Regions from separate parts of the Zea mays genome. Here all the other regions are linked to region 1. Evidence: chromatin contacts called from public Hi-C data. All regions are on one chromosome and are shown on one strand. The core of a region is the stretch at or near the end of the contact, and the rest is flanking DNA. Distances in the headings are between cores, read along the strand shown. Region 1 holds the start of LOC100502115 (coatomer subunit alpha-3). Region 2 holds the start of LOC100280893 (chemocyanin). Region 3 holds the start of LOC103625954 (protein CASP).

Region 1 (2,663 bases), core at 53-2,552:
GGAAAGATGCACACATGACATAATGGTTATGCCCAGTCAGCACAGCCACACAGGTGCGTGACTGCCAGTTCCAGATCCGGATTGTCTGATCGTCACTAGCACTTACAATCCATGGGTACTCATGATGGAATTGCACGGTGCGAATGTAGTCAAGATGCCCATGAAGTGTGAAGAGGCAGCGGTGCGTCTTGTAATTCCAGACCTTAATCTTATAATCATCACCTGCATGGTAAAACAGTACCAGAATCTTAGAAGATTCATAAATCTTAAAAGTAACAATTGTAATGTGCCGAAGGATGTATTAGTTGCATTAGTATGGATTCAATGATTGACAGCACGACTGCAACAGTGGTTTTTGTTTTGGTGCATGCTAATGAGAATGCCTTTGTGATTTGTGACTGAAGGTACTCATGTTTCAAAGATCATTGTAGAATCCACCGCCTAAAGCCACAGGAAAATTCAAGCACTAATGAATTATTTACCATACAGATCATAGTAAGCACAGATGAAGCAAGCACCAGATCCGAGTAAGACCAACCCATCGTACCAAACTATTGTATACGGTAAGTATGTCCTTAACCACCGGGCTTCCCACCAAACGAGATCACATCAACGAACTTGTAAACCAGTCTAGTCCAAGCGCCCACGATTACACAATCAACGACGCAGAACCATCAAACAGCCACGTAACTCGCGGGAATACCTCCTATCCGCGAGATATAAATGAGCTAAACATGCGAAGCGCGCACCAGACGGGCGACACGAGGAAGGATCTAGCAAATTACCTCCGGAGACGAAGAGAGGCTGAGTGGCGTGGAAGTGGACGCCGCGAACCGGCCCGTCGTGCTCGTCGAAGCGGTCGAGGAGGGTGCCCATGCGGTAGTCCCACATCTGGATCACCCCGCTGTGGAGACTCGCCAGGATCCATGGCCGACGCGGGTGGAAACTCAGCCCCTTCACCCGGTTGCTCTTCGTCTCGAACTTGGTCAGCATCCTCCCGTCCCGGCGTGCCCAGCCACGTCGACGGCTAAGCCGAGCTCCACCTGGCTGTAGCTGCGGAGAGGATGGGGTGGTGGATCTGGAGGAGAAGAGGTGGTGGTGGTGGATCTGGAGGGGCGAGTCGGGACTCGGGACCCCCGCGCGAGAGAGAGGGGGAGGAAAATGCAATGGATGACAGGAGAGGGCGTGTTTTAGATCTCGGCGCAAGGGGTCTGATGAACCTCGAAATGGTGGGAGGGGTCATAACCGTTTGATGCTGGGGCGTTATGATCTGAGCCGTTGGAGATTGTGCGCCCTGGTTGTCACTTGTGACTTGTGAGGAGGACGTTCACGAATTATAGGCTTGTTAAGGAGGGTTCACTTCAATAATTTCAGCTTTAGACTGTGTTTGTTTTCTCTTGTTAAAGTTTAGCACTACATTTTTTTACTAAAGTTCAGTTATTGAAGAAACAATCAGAGTGGCTAAAAGTGTTGTGCTAAAATTTAATACCCATTAGCACTTTAGCTCTACCAAAGATGCTAAACTAAACTAAAAGTGACCCCTAAACCCATTTCTCTTCTTTCTCTCTCCCTCTACACATTATATCATTTCTTTGTCATGTTGTTGGTCTCCTCGGTAGCCACGCGCTCCACATGCATTAATTAGGAAAATATGCTAAAGTTTAGCACTTATATCTAAAACATTACTCAAGTGCATTAAGCATGGTCGCAAACCTATCGGAGCCTATCATGAATTTGTTATATCTTTTCGGGATTGTTTGAATATAATCCAGATCACGGTTAAACCGAGCAAAGTCCAAGTCTCATGTATTATGTTCTCGTATGAAATCATGGAGAATTATTGTAGCAGCAACAACCATTTTTTGCTTGTACATAGAGTACGAAGGCATGTTAAATATAATTTTCCACTTAATTTTTAGTACTTTGAATGATCTCTCAACGATATAACTGATTTTTAGTTATGTTATTATGAATATTATAAAGGACAAGAATAAAATGTTGTATATTTTTTGTGTGCATTATTGTCTCTCTACAAAGAAAAAGGTGAAAACATCTGAATCCAAATTTGTATCCATATCCAGATTTTATATCAATTATTTAGAAACATATGGAACCGATGTGAGGTTTAGTTTTTATGAATATTAATAAGCTCAATCCTAAAAACAAAAAATACATGACAATTTTTGCATGTTATTTGTTCATAATAGAATAAAAAAGACTAAAATTTTACATTCGAATAAGTATCTAGATCCATCCCTACTTGTCAGTGAATCATTTGCTTTGTCGTAATGATGGATTAAAATCCTTCGATGATAGTACTACTCTCTACCTCTATATAATCCACCATTTAAAACATCACTAGGTGCACACTGTAAATTAACCTCACCAAATCCCACCATTAAAACCAACGCTCCAGATCATTTCATTTACCTTTTATCTCTTAATTGATCACATCTAATGGTCAGTGTTTTTGGATTATCCTCATCCCTCACTCGCATCCCCATCCCCCGACGATCACCTCCATGAGGTACTCTACACCTCAGAGCGGAGCCCACCACTGGTGGCGATGAACGAGAAGGCATAGTCCATGATATCGTCGTTGCACCCGTTGTTCCCATTAGTGCTGCACTCCATTAGCTCCTGCTCCGACAGTGATGTGAGGT
Region 2 (2,663 bases), core at 96-2,595, 410 kb after region 1:
TTATTATGGCTACTTCCTTATATAATAAAACAATCCCATCTCGTCCAAACAGATCGTTTGATTTGAATTGCCAAAACATGTATCGTCTCTCTAAAAAAACGTGTAATTACTGCAATAACTTGCATACCAACATAACATTAGTAGACTCATTTTCATTATTGCGCAAACAATTGGCAACAGATCAAATCTCTTCTCGATATTTTCTTTTTCTTTTTACCATCATTAATTGCATACTCCTCTATGATATGAGCATATACCATAAGATCTAACTAGAGGCATACAGTGAAAAAAAAACTTCCAATATATGGACAAAATAAACAAACCATCTCCTGGCTCGGGTTGCTATCTGGATGCCGCTAAAATACCCCCAAGTCGCTAAATTTACTTCCAGCGTCCTTGCACTAGTGTCTAGTGTGGCACCACGGGGGTGCATCATCGGCCGCATAATCTGAAGAATGTCGCGCTTTGGTCCGTTCCGTCCATTTCAGTTTCAGGTTGCCCAGCCTCCTTTCTCCCGAACCAGATTCATTGATGATCCTGTCCGCCACCACTGACGAGGGCGCGTAGGTTTGCTGCTCGTCAAGGTGGCCCGCCTATCTGGAGTTATGGACAGAGTCAGGTGCACATGGATCAAGCAAGCTAGTGTGGTGTAGTACACTACTGTATGAAGAATTGAAGACTCGTTTGTTCCACTTGCACCGCACGGGTCTAGGTCTAGCTAGCTCCCGCACACCTGCGTTTGCTTGCTTTATGGTGCGGCGGGACAGCTAGAACAGACGTCGATCTCCTGACGTTCTCTCTCGTCCTTTCAATTTTGAAGGATAATTAAGAAAAACACTGTCTCAACTCTTGAACCTAAATCAAATAAACTTATTTGAGATCGTTCTATCTCATTCTATCTCGTCATTGTAACCAAACACATCCTTAAATCCTGTGCCAGGCCAGTCCATCCTCCCGTCCGCGGCGAGGGTCAGGGCGCTCACCAGTCACCCACCAACGGGAACTGCTGAAGAACGCGGACTGCAATAAACGCAACAAGAAAGTTTTTCCAAGGCTTGTGGCTCCCCACCCCCGTCCTCTCTCGTCCTCGTTGGTCAGTGGGTGGGGGTGGCTATGGCTTGCTTCCTCGCTCGCAGCTCGATCGGTGTCACTGTGGGGCTAGCTAACTAACTATGTACTCCTATTCAGTAGCGTTAGTTCACACGGCGTAAGCGCTTGCTTGTCCCTGGGCCATTTGACCGTGCCATGGCCACTATATACGCTAGAAACGAGAGTTTGGTTATCGTCGTGTGCAGGGGTACTTGGGTTCGCCTATAAAAAGCGGTTCTTGGTGCGCTCTACAGCTCACTTCTAGAGTTTAGCTATAGCCTCACTGCTAGAGCGCCGCCATGGCTCAGGTAAGGGGCAGTGCTCGTGGCACTGGCAGTGGCAGCAGCGCCGCCGCGCTGGCGCTGGTCCTCCTGTGCGCGCTCCTCCGCGGCGAGTTCGCCGAGTCGGCGGTGTACACGGTCGGCGACCGCGGCGGGTGGAGCTTCAACACCGCCAGCTGGCCCAACGGCAAGCGTTTCCGCGCCGGCGACGTCCTCGGTGACCAGTGATGCATCCCATTTTCCATGGATGGCTGCGTACGTAGCCCAGCTTAATCTGACCCTCTGATGGTGTGCACGCGCGCGCGCGTTCATGGCTTCATGCAGTGTTCAGGTACGACGCCAGGGCGCACAACGTGGTGCCCGTGAGCGCGGCGGGGTACAGCTCGTGCAGCGCGCCCGAGGGCGCCAGGGCGCTCGCCACCGGGAACGACCGCGTCACGCTGAGGCGCGGCGCCAACTACTTCATCTGCAGCTTCCCAGGCCACTGCCAGGCCGGCATGAAGGTCGCCGTCACCGCCGCCTAGGCACTGCAGGGCGGCCAATCAGCCGGCGGAGAGCGCCGCGCTCACGGAGTAGTAAAGCACGTAGCTAATTAGACGGTGCTGCCCTTGTTGTTCAATAATATCGTCTGTCGTCCCGTACTTCATAACCTGCGCGGCGTGTTAGTAGTTGTTTGGTGGTGTTTGGCGACTGGCACTATAAAGAAGGGTCAGATCGAGTGATGTACTTGCTACCAATAAAGGTATACGGTTTGTGTGTTCACTCGATGTTATATATACGTCGCCCTATTCCAAACCTATAGAGAGCTAATGGCTAATAAGTTGTAAGTTAGGTTGAGAAGTATAATTAATAATTAGCTAGTCCAACGACTGACCCATTCAGTCATTCTAAAATTCTCAGCTAAATTTAGTGTCTAACTATTAAATTTAGAGGTTTAGAACAAGATCTAAGTGGTGCTTGTTTAAGCTCTACAAAACAAAAATAAAAAATTACGATTCCAATGTTGGGTGCGAGGATGACGTTGAATTGTAAACACAACCTCAGACTATCCATAACGGTTCCCTCTACGTCATCCCTATATACCTAATTTTTTCTCTATCCTCTAAAGATTCCATCCCCTGAATCATGTTTCTTGTGGGATCCTGTTTTATCCGAGTTGAACCCTATTTATTCCACATTTAAAAAACCCTATTTATTCCACATTTAAAAAAAATGCGGGATGGACCCAATATATATTAGTGTATTAGCTAAAGCCGTATATCCTTATGTGATAAATTATAGCACAAGAAATCA
Region 3 (2,663 bases), core at 101-2,600, 330 kb after region 1:
TTGTTGTAAGTGGCACAGGACAAAAAAGAAAATATTATCTTCATTCATAAATATATGACACCGCTGAATTTAAAACAAAAAACTTTAACCATTTGTATTATTAAATATAATGAGTTGTTATTTATTTATTTTTTTGATTTGTTTTATCACTTAAGTTAGTTTGTGTTTGACTTGAAATTTTACATTTTAAATAAATATTTTGAATAAGACGAATGATTAAAATTTTCGAAAAAAAATAACGCTGTCATATATTTATGAACTGAGATAATATTAGGGTAGGAATGTATCGATAATGTGGCTAGCAAAGTAAAGAGTGTTTGGTTTCTATAGACAAATTGTTAGTCTCTTACTCTCTTTTGGTTCTTAAATTACCAAACACAAGGACTTTAAAAGGATAAATTATCTCTATTTAGGTCTAGGTTTGCGCCTCTTTAGGATTGGCACAATGACTTAGCCATACAGGCCCAAGTTCGCAGACAAGAGAAATTCATTTTTTTTTTCTTTTCTCATTCATCAAATGGTGTTTTTTATTATTTTTCATGGTAACTCTATTTAGCACATGACACACAGACATTATAGCCTCACCTATCATTAGGGCTTGTTCGATTAGCTCTCAATTCATGTGGATTGAGTGGGATTGGGTGAAATTAAATCTCAAGTAAGTTAAACTCCTTAAATTTTTCTAATCTCATCCAATACATGGATAACGGGATTAACCGAATAAGACCTTAGTTGGAGAGTCTCGATGTTTCTAACATAGCGCTAACCATCTCCATTAGAATTCTGTTATTACTTTACACAATCCTATTGGTATGTGGAGAATAGGGACGTTCCTTTTCATGAATGATATCATGTTCCTCGCAGAATGAGTTAAATTCGTTTGGCAAATACTCTCCATCATGATCAGATCTCAGGCGTTTAATCATTCTTTCAAACTGATTTTTTAATTTTGTTTTTATAGATTTTGAAATAGATAAGATACACATCTCTTATTTTAAACAAGTACACATCGATATCAATATCATGAAATATCTTGTCCCTTCTTTTGTCAATATTCCATTTCTCTCGAAAAAATCAATGTGAACTAGTTCTAATGATTCTAAACTCGTCGCCTCTGTTGTCTTGTTAAATTATTTAGATTGCACATATATTTTATATTTAGATATTTTTGACAAAAGTAAATTTTAGGATTAAGCTCATGTACATGTTAGGACATATACAAACTATTGCCATTGGTTTTAATTTTTAAGTATAAGAGACCGTATGAAAAACTAAATCTTCTACATCATAAATATAAGAGTTAAGGGATAATATATAAAGAATTGTGTAGAAACGGACTCTTCAAAAAAAACACATCTTAATTTTTGTTCACTTAACCCCTATAGACCTTTTAAGGGCTGGTTAGTGACCATGAAATTGGATAACAATAGAATTCCTTTCTCACGAATACTTTCCAATTCTCCGATCACTAAATTAGCTTAAAAAATCTATAATTAATGGGGTTGTAGTAACTGCTGTGCAGTATGTGACTGGACAAACCGCGGATCCTCTTCGGATCTTCCTTCCCATGGCAAAATTCAGGTTCCGGCCGACTCCTATACATAGGCAGCCAGCCTTTTCACCCTTTTCCCTTCCCCCTCCCCAACCCCCCACACAGACTAGCAAGCCGCGCGCGGAGGCGAGGCGTTCGCACACCTCGCCGCGCGTCCTTGGCCTCTCCCCGCGCCACCACCGTTCCGTTGCGCCCGCTAACGATCACGCGTTTCCGGTGGGAGAGAGAGTAGGTAGGGAGAGGACGGGACAGGATGCTCGGGTTCAGGCAGATGTCGTGGTCGTCGGCGGAGGCGCAGGCGCCGTCGGAGCAGCTGTGCGAAGGGGTGGCGGCTGTCGTGGCGGCGCGCCAGGGGATGGAGACGCCGCTGACGGCGGTGGCCGAGGCGTTCGAGGAGCTGGTGCGCGGGATGGACGCCGACGGCGGCGAGCTCCGCGTCGCGCCCTTCAGCGACACCTGTGCCCTCGTCTCCGTGCTCTTCAGCAGCCTCGGGATGGCCTTCAGGTTCGCCGAGATGGAGTACGTCACCAAGGTGAGCGCCTGATCGATCCGAAAGTTCTGCGCGATCTCTCCTCTCTTTTTTTTCTCTCTCTCTCGCCCCTGCCGGGATCGTTTGCTTCGCTTTGTAGTTCGTACCGTTGTTGCGATCTCTCTGTGTCAGGAATCCAAGATTTTACACGGCTGGCGAGGTGAAATCCAACGAGTGATGCCTGGATAACATGGCGCCATATTATTTATTACTTTCATCAGATCTTCCTTCTTTCTAGAAAAGAACACACGTCACCGAAAAAAAAACGAACTTTGCAATCTTCTCCTTCAAGGAAGCTCCAGGAAAGAAAGTTGTCGCGTTGATTTGACTCGCGGTCGATTGCGTGCAGACTCTTTCAGTATTTCAATGGTCGGCGTTATTAGCACCACTGCACCAATCAAAATTGCTCCCGCGTACTCCCGGCAACGGAACGTAACGCCGCTTCTCCGCGTGAATACTGCGTACTCATACCACCCATCTATCCTTCCAGGTGAACGATCTCATCGGTGCCGGCAAGTCGTACCGCACGCTGAGCGACATCCTCGACAAGGACATCCAGAACGACTGCGTGAAGAAGCAGGG

Evidence for each region. A called contact is a pair of places that touch in the nucleus more often than the background predicts.
Region 2: a Hi-C map of leaf shows a contact between it and region 1, with 8 times the contacts expected there. The contact joins the promoter of LOC100280893 here to the promoter of LOC100502115 in region 1. A contact is called at or near these places in 2 of 25 Hi-C or Micro-C datasets (ear and leaf).
Region 3: a Hi-C map of leaf shows a contact between it and region 1, with 5 times the contacts expected there. The contact joins the promoter of LOC103625954 here to the promoter of LOC100502115 in region 1. A contact is called at or near these places in 3 of 25 Hi-C or Micro-C datasets (ear, leaf and tassel).

Annotation. Positions count from the first base shown.
Region 1 is chr5:11,582,255-11,584,917 of Zm-B73-REFERENCE-NAM-5.0, forward strand. It overlaps LOC100502115 (coatomer subunit alpha-3), which reads right to left and starts at 1,303. Exons shown (of 3, transcript XM_008645994.3): 1 at 786-1,303; 2 at 1-222. The coding sequence starts at 993.
Region 2 is chr5:11,996,192-11,998,854 of Zm-B73-REFERENCE-NAM-5.0, forward strand. It overlaps LOC100280893 (chemocyanin), which reads left to right and starts at 1,346. Exons shown (of 2, transcript NM_001153813.1): 1 at 1,346-1,587; 2 at 1,695-2,132. The coding sequence starts at 1,389. The coding sequence ends at 1,894.
Region 3 is chr5:11,913,615-11,916,277 of Zm-B73-REFERENCE-NAM-5.0, forward strand. It overlaps LOC103625954 (protein CASP), which reads right to left and starts at 1,351. Exons shown (of 18, transcript XM_008646355.3): 1 at 1-1,351. LOC100278613 reads left to right here and starts at 1,499. Exons shown (of 4, transcript NM_001151835.3): 1 at 1,499-2,084; 2 at 2,572-2,663. The coding sequence starts at 1,806.